Linked DNA regions of Sus scrofa: region 1 is linked to region 2. Evidence: chromatin contacts called from public Hi-C data. All regions are on one chromosome and are shown on one strand. The core of a region is the stretch at or near the end of the contact, and the rest is flanking DNA. Distances in the headings are between cores, read along the strand shown. Region 1 has its middle 160 kb from the start of KLF7. Region 2 has its middle 47 kb from the start of CPO.

Region 1 (3,880 bases), core at 47-2,546, 330 kb after region 2:
ACAGAACTCGGAGGAAGATTTTACTTACTTAGATTACCAGTTTGTTATAAAAGGCTATAACTCAGAAACAGCCAGATGGAAGTGATGCACAGGGCAAGGTATGAGGAAAGGGTGCGGAATTCCATGGCTTCCATAACCACAACTCCTTGAATCTCCGGGCATCCCATTCCCATCTTTTGAGGGTTTTACGGTGGCATTATTACATAGACGTGAGTAATTAAGTCGTTAGCCATTGGTGATTGAACTTAATCTCCAGCTCTTTTCCCCTCCATGGAGGTGGGGAGTCAGGAGAGAGGGGCTGAAAGTTCTAACCCTCTAAACACACAGTTAATTCCACTGGCAACCAGATTCCATCCTTAGGTGTGGTTCAAAAGTCACCTCACTAATAGAACAAAGTCACCTCTAAAAGGTATGTATGTGTGTGTGTGTGTGTGTGTGTATGACTGGGTCACTATTCTATACAGAATAAATTGGCACAGCATTGTAAATCAACCTTTAATTTAAGAAAAAAAAATTTTTAAAGGCACCTTTATCATTCCCATTGGCTAGAAAATCTAAGGGTTTTATAAAGGAGTTCTGTGTTTACATATGTACCTCTCACACATATGCACACACATAGAGACACACACAAACACATATGCAGATTTTTATGCTGTTGAGATGGGAAAAGCCAAATAAACATTTTTTCCTCTGTTTTTTGACAATTTAGCAAGTATAAGGAAAATGATGTGGCACTAAATTGGGACAAAAGAATTGGAGAGACAGGATCACTAGTGGAGGAGGGTAGAAAATTCACAGAAAGATTTTTTTTTTTTTTTTTTTTTTTTGGCCACAGAATTCCTGCTAAAAGCAGCTAGGAAGCCCCACCACCTGACGTAAGTGAGACCTCCTGGTAATTTCCCTGTAAACTGCCCCCTTCCTCCACCTCGCCCCCAAGAACTTTTACCCTCAGAATCCGGAGGAAGCTGATCTAGGTAAATTCCCAAACACAGGGGGCTGCGTGGTTGATGACCTAAAACCAGATTGGGACAAATTTCCAGGCGGGTTTCCCCTTCCTGCTCTGACAGCCAGGAACGTGAGCTTCGCCAAGAAGAGGGGGAGACTGTGGCCAGGGATTCTTGCTGGTATTTTCCTTTGTCTCTCAGCTTCCTGGGTTTGACATGAAGGAATCTGAGGCTTTCTGTGACCACTCTTGTTGTCTGGGATTCTTTCCTCAAGAGGCGTTCATGAGTTTGTCAGGACTGCCAGGAAAGAGTGTGAGTCACGGCTTCTGAGCAGACAATATTCGGCTTTAGAAATTCCCAGAGATATGACTTGTTTATAGGAAAGGAAACAGAGCTATTCTGAGCTGCCAGGGGAAGAGGAAAGCACTGCTCATTTTTTCAAATGTGTGTTAGAAAGGTCATACAAGCGGCCAGAGTGCCAGTAAGAATCTGGTACAGACACTGATGTTAGCAGTTCATTTGTCCACATGTCGGAGGATATTTTGGGGCTTGGCATTTAAACTGCAAGCCTTCTGACATCTCAGTCCTAAGCCCAGAGGCTTGAGGGGGTATGAGCCGGTGGGGTGGGGGATACAATGAGGGGGGCTGTTTGCCTGGAGGGAGAAGGGCGTATGCACCTTCAGTTGGAGAGAGAAGCATACACACAAAGGCACCATCTGGGACAACCTTCTAACTTCACATTTCTCATTTCTCGAGCAGGCCATTGATTTTTCATTCCCATTGAAGGGGAGGTAAAATTTCCTCTATGCCCCTGTGATCTCCAGCTGATATTGACCAAAGACAGATTGACAGGAGAAAAGAATACATATTTTATTTTCATGTAAATGAAGGTCCTCACAAGACCCAAAGAAGTGACTAGATATAATATACGAGGTTGAACAAAGAGCAGCAGTTGTGGAAAAGTAACTCTAACACAAGGGGTGACTAAAGGAAGACGAGCTTGTCTAATAATGTCTGTTGGTATAGGTTTCGCTCAGCCTCAACAACCTGTCTCTGATGATAAGAATGTTCCTTTCTCCTGGTACAGGGAGGGCACCTTTTACAGGGGAATGTTATCTCCCACTTTTAGGAAGAAAAAGGAATGTCAGAGTGCCTTTCTTGCAATTGCTGTTTTTCAAGTGCCTTTCACGCAAAGTAATTAATATGCCAAAGCATCATATATTGAGGTGGCATGTTCTCGACTCCTTCACTTTATTCCACACTGCCTCTTCTAATGTCTTTTCTTCAGAGTAGTAACAACTGTGATGTCAACTGTCATTACCTTAAAAAAACTCTCCAAAGCCACCAACTTTAGAGAGTGTGCCCAAGGAGAGAAACTCAGGTGGCTGGCTTCAGCACTGGCCCACTTTCTTGTGTACTGAGTTTGGCTCTGATATGTACAAATTCATAAAGTCACCGTTTACACATTTGCCACTGTTAGCACAGCCAGTCAGCAGATCACAGAGATTGATTTCCAAGGAGGGAAAAAAATAATCCACTGAGTGTTCACTGATTCAACAATAATTAACCTATGTGATAATTTCATAAGACACTACATTTGATAAAATCAACACCTTTTCCTAATTACGAAAGTAATATTTAAATAGAAATAGGATGCCCTTCAAATGCGATAAAGGTGGGAGTTCCCGTCATGGCACAGTGGTTAACGAATCCAACTAGAAAGCATGAGGTTGTGGGTTCGATTCCTACCCTTGCTCAGTGGGTTAAGGATCCAGCGTTGCCATGAGCTGTGGTAGGCTGCAAACGCGGCTTGGATCCTGCATTGCTGTGGCTCTGGCATAGCCTGGGAGCCTGCATATGCCGCAGGAGCAGCCCAAGAAATGGCAAAAAAGACCAAAAAAAAAAAAAAAAAAAGTGATAAAGGTGCTCTTGGCTTAAAATAAATAAAGATTATATTTAATGGGTAAATATTTGAAATATTCAAAATCAGAAACAAACACAAAAATTTTCTCTAGTATTACTATCACTTTATATTGTTTGGCTAAGGCAATAAGTCATGAAACAAAAATAACCAATTTTGTGAACTAAGATACTGAAGTACCTGAAAATCACATAAGCATATATCTGGAAAAACCAAGTAAGGCAGCTAAAAGCTTTCTTAATTAATAAAGAGTTATAAAGTGGCTTAGAATAAGATAAATACCTAAAAAGCAATACTACTTCTATATACTTGCCATAACCAAATAGACTATATAATGGAAAAGTCATTCCAAGAGCAACAAAAAAGACCACCAACTCAGTGAGAAATGTATCAAAACTTTTAAAACCTTGATTGAGAGATACAATTTTAATAATTAATAGGAAGAGCTACATTTTCATTAGATGGAAAAATTCAACATAAAGATGTCAAGGCTTCTCAAACTTATTAAAATAATTCTATCCAAAAATACAAGACTTTTCTTGGAACTCATTAGAATTAGCATGGACTAACCACTAAGCTTGGAGCTTATCTTGTAACAAGGGCTCAAAATGCTAAATAGGAAAAATTAGCAAAATATATTCTTAGGGATCAGTCTTGTCAGATATCAGAACATGAGTGTAAAACATCAGTAATTAAAACTGTGGTTTGATATAAATCTAAAAATATAAATCCAGTGATCAAATACCTGGGACTAGATCCTGTCATACTTAGTGTCACATTTATAGATGGCTCTCTATCGTTTACAAAGCTTTCTATCTCATTATCTTTTATGCTTCAAAACCATGCAGTGAAACAAGCATTATTGCTGTTGTTGTTGTTGTCGTTATGCCTGTTTTTACGAAGCAACTCATACTCCGAAATTGACTTGTCCAAAAATAAAATGAAGATGAATGCAGACTTGAGCCCAGATTTTCTGACCTCTCAAACCAGGCCTCTTTTTACTATATTGTTCTCC
Region 2 (3,838 bases), core at 294-2,793:
TGCGCACTGGTGCCATGTCCTTCCAAGAGGCCAGTCTTTCCTAGAGAAAATCAAGCTGCTTTCTGGGTGGGTTGGAAGACGTGCCCAGTTTGCAGGGAGTGAGAAAAAATGCATGCAGTACAGAAAGGGCTGTTTAGTGTGGGTGGTGTCAGTTCAAGGAGCATTATCCATAATCAACTGAGGGAGGCAGGGAGAAAGAGGGTGAGGGGACCTCAAAACAGGCGGAGACTCAACAGAGAGCAGGAGTGGAGACTCCCCCGGGCAGTGGGATGTTCCGACCACCGCCAAAGAATGCTTTATAGGAGGAATGCAGTGGACCATGGATACAATGAAAAAGATCAGGAAGACCTATAAACCTTTATAGTGGGAGGCAGCAGCGTCTTATAAACAAAATAGGTGAAATTAGGTGGATCACGGAGGCCATGCACATTAACTCCCTGCAACCTATGTGAGAGCTGGTGTTCTAGACAGAACACACCAACAGAGCCCTTAGACGTGGCCCAGCCCTGGTAAGACAGCACTTACCAAGCCTGGTGAGAAAAACACATGGTCCATACCCATTCTTGGTACATTTATCTGTGCTGGATCCTTCTGCGTACTTCTTAGACTGTTTATGCATCCTAAAGTGTTTTCCAAAAAAGACTTTTTGTTTGAGTCTCAATCAAAGGCATCGAGCATTTGTCTGATACTCAAATATCTGAATCCATGTAATGCCTATTGACCATCTGGCAGGATTGTTATATCATTAGCCATATTTAAACTTGTAAATATCAGCCAGGAAGACTGAGGAGGTGGTGCCAGGATTATACACATCGCTCACCAAAAATGGTGTCTCTATTTTACAGAAATGGCACAAACCTCACTCAAAGGTGGCAGGTGCAGGAGACAATGCTCTTTCTCCTCCAACACAGAGAGAAGGCTAGAGTGAGATTCACAAGCAAAACTCAGATCACTCAGTTCCAGATGTGTAAGTCTGCAGCTTTTCAATATTTGGATGTTAGAAAGGGTTAAATTTCAGAGGCCAGCACAGGATGATTGGTGGGAAAGCTATTGAGACATGTTGTACAAGAGCATATTACTGACCTAGGTTTCTTTGTGGTTCCTGTTGGTGGTAACATTTGCATTGAGTCAGCTGCCAGATCTGCAATAAGCGTTCTCTTCCGTAGCAGGACTAGGTACAACATCTAACATCATCCGGTCCAAACTCTAATATTTTAGCAGGGGAACTCTGAAAAAAAAATAAAATAAAATAAACAAACGAAAACAAATCTTAGTAAAAGATTATTTGCCCAGGGTTGTTTGATCATAGGCAATAGAAATTAATAAGCTAATCAAAGCATAAGGAAAAGTGCTAGAAAGGTATTAGTGCTTTCATATGACTGGAGGTGATTGGAAGCATGAGGCTGAGATGATGCAAAGTAGCAGGAACTGGAGTGGCAATGGATAAATGCCAACCATTCCTTTTGCCTTTGTAGTCAAAAGTCTGGTCTAGGAGAGAGAGTCTGATGAAACTTGGGTCACACCCTTAGCTGCACCAAGTGGTGAGAGCTTCTGGTAGAAGAAGCCAGGAATCTCTGTGGCTGATGGGCAGGACATTTTGCATACAGTATAAAGGAAGTAATACAGATGCGAATTGGGGTGCTGCTAGGAAGGAGGAACACATGATGAGAAGCAAAATCCATCAAACACACACATTCCCCCCAGATAAAACAGATGAAAATAGTTGAAGAGAGAAAAGGAGGGGACACCAGAACCCCATCCCTAACCTCTTATGCTTTTTTTTTCCCCCTGGGCCTTGCCTGTGGCATATGGAGATTCCCAGGCTAGGGGTTAAATCAGAGCTGTAACTGCTGGGCCTATGCCATAGCCACAGGAACACAGAATCCAAGCCTCGTCTGCAAACTACACCACAGCTCACCGCAACATCGGCTCCTTAACCCACTGAGCAAGGTCAGGGATCAAACCTGAGTCCTCATGGATGCTAGTCAGATTCGTTAACTGATGAGCCACGATGGGAACTCCTAACCTCTTATGGAAGCATCAGAGGCATTTTAGCATTTTACTCATGGCACAGAATGAAACCAATGACTTATCTTCTGGCAATTTCAGATGATTATACTTAATTTATTATGTCCCAAATTTTGAGGGACTGAATTCTATACTACCTTCAGTGTAGAATTCCTAATTATCATAGTTACTTTGTGTCAACTTAATATCAACCTTTAATATTTACTGTTACAGAAATCCCGTTGTGGAACTCATTAGTGCCAACCCAAATCGGTATGAGTTTCCACCTCTGGGCTTTGTGATATAATTGCATTTCTTCCCTTTTTTTGAAGTTAGGTGTTGACCATGTGTTGGCCAAAGAAGTGTGAGTAGAAGGGACCTGTGTCACTTCCAGGCAGAAGTTCCAAGAGCCAGTGCACAATTTGCCACGACCTCTGCCTGCTCCCTCATGATCATGCAAGCATGGGACAGATCAAGCCTCCAGCAGCCCCATCCTTGACTGGTTCAGCAGTTAAGTGATACAGTGGGCCAGTTAAAATCCTTCTCTTGGAGCAAGACATTGGGACAGCAGAGTCCCGTCCAATCCTAGGAACAAGACAGAACAATCCAGAACTCTGGCATGACTGTGATTTCCCCTCTTATGGCCTGGGAAGTAGAGAAGGAAACAGTGAAGCAGATGCAGAGATGAGAGAGGGGAAGAGAGGAGCAGCTGGGGCCAAGAACTCAAAGGACTGACTTCTACTGAGTCTTGCCTGCAGCCCTGAGACCCTCTGTGACACCTTGATGCTCTGTAGTGCATCCTCCCTGTGACATTTGAGTCACTCTGGGTGGGGGAGGGGGTCTGTCACTTGGAAACAGCAAGGTCCTAAATGATTTCAGGCACCTCCTTTTTTTTTGTATTTATTTTTATTATTCAATGAATTTTATTTCATTTACAGTTGTACAGCAATCATCACAACCAAATTTTACAGCAAGTCCATCCCAAACCTTCAGTGCATTCCCCCAACCCCCAGCCTGTCTCATTTGGAAACCATTAAGTTTTTCAAAGTCTGCGAGTCAGTATCTGTTCTACAAAGAAGTTTGTTGTGTCCTTTTTCTGGATTCCACATGTAAGTGATAGTATTTGATGTTAGTGTCTCACCGACTGACTGACTTCACTTAGCATGATAATTTCTAGGTCCAACCATGTTGCTGCAAATGCCTTTATTTCTTTCCTTTTAATGGCTGAGTAATATTCCATTGTGTATATATACCACATCTTCTTTATCCACTCCTCTGTCGATGGACATTTAAGTTGTCTCCATGTCTTGGCTATTGTAGAGAGTGCTGCAGTGAACATTGGAGTACATGTATCTTTTCAGTTCATGGTTTTCTCTGGATGGATGCCCAGGAGTGGATCAGGCTCCTTTTCATTTTCATAACCCATTAGCTCATCAAACCTGCCTGGAACCAAGACCCCTGACTTCCATTTGTTTGTTAGTCTACATTTTGTTTTTTCCTCCTCTACACCAAGTAGCCTCTGTGTTAAGTCAGGTTCTCTAGAACCAGAGCCTGAGACAGAGATCAGATGGTGTAATTTATTGAGATGCTGTTCTTCCAGAAGAAGCTGTAACGAGGCGAGGGCATCAGAGGGAGGGAAAAGAGCTGGGGACAGTGGTCTTGGCCAACACCTACCCTTGGGAGGGGCTCAGGAGACAAACTGCTCTACTGCATTTGCCTCAGCTTGAGGAAGGGGGGCGGGGCTTTGGTACCCAATTAGTCACTGACTGGTTGCTGGGGCAGGAGGGAGACGGGGTTAACTTTCTGAGCAAAGCAATTCCCATCAGCCAAC

What was found. Hi-C and Micro-C count contacts between places; a contact is called where the count stands out from the background.
Region 1: a Hi-C map of embryonic fibroblasts shows a contact between it and region 2, with 2.1 times the contacts expected there. The contact joins two enhancer-like sites. A contact is called at or near these places in 5 of 47 Hi-C or Micro-C datasets (embryonic fibroblasts, heart right ventricle, psoas muscle and 2 more) and 1 of 2 datasets of contacts at active chromatin or transcription factors (skeletal muscle).

What each region holds. Positions count from the first base shown.
Region 1 is chr15:110,536,260-110,540,139 of Sscrofa11.1, forward strand. No RefSeq gene overlaps it. Among named protein-coding and RNA genes, the nearest start is that of KLF7, 160 kb to the left of the region's middle. Within about 2 kb of position 1,297, at least 38 of the 83 cell types and tissues checked have an H3K27ac peak or open chromatin away from gene starts, as enhancers often do. A contact at or near this core is called in embryonic fibroblasts, where this site is marked.
Region 2 is chr15:110,209,763-110,213,600 of Sscrofa11.1, forward strand. No RefSeq gene overlaps it. Among named protein-coding and RNA genes, the nearest start is that of CPO, 47 kb to the left of the region's middle. Within about 2 kb of position 1,544, at least 4 of the 83 cell types and tissues checked have an H3K27ac peak or open chromatin away from gene starts, as enhancers often do. A contact at or near this core is called in embryonic fibroblasts, where this site is marked.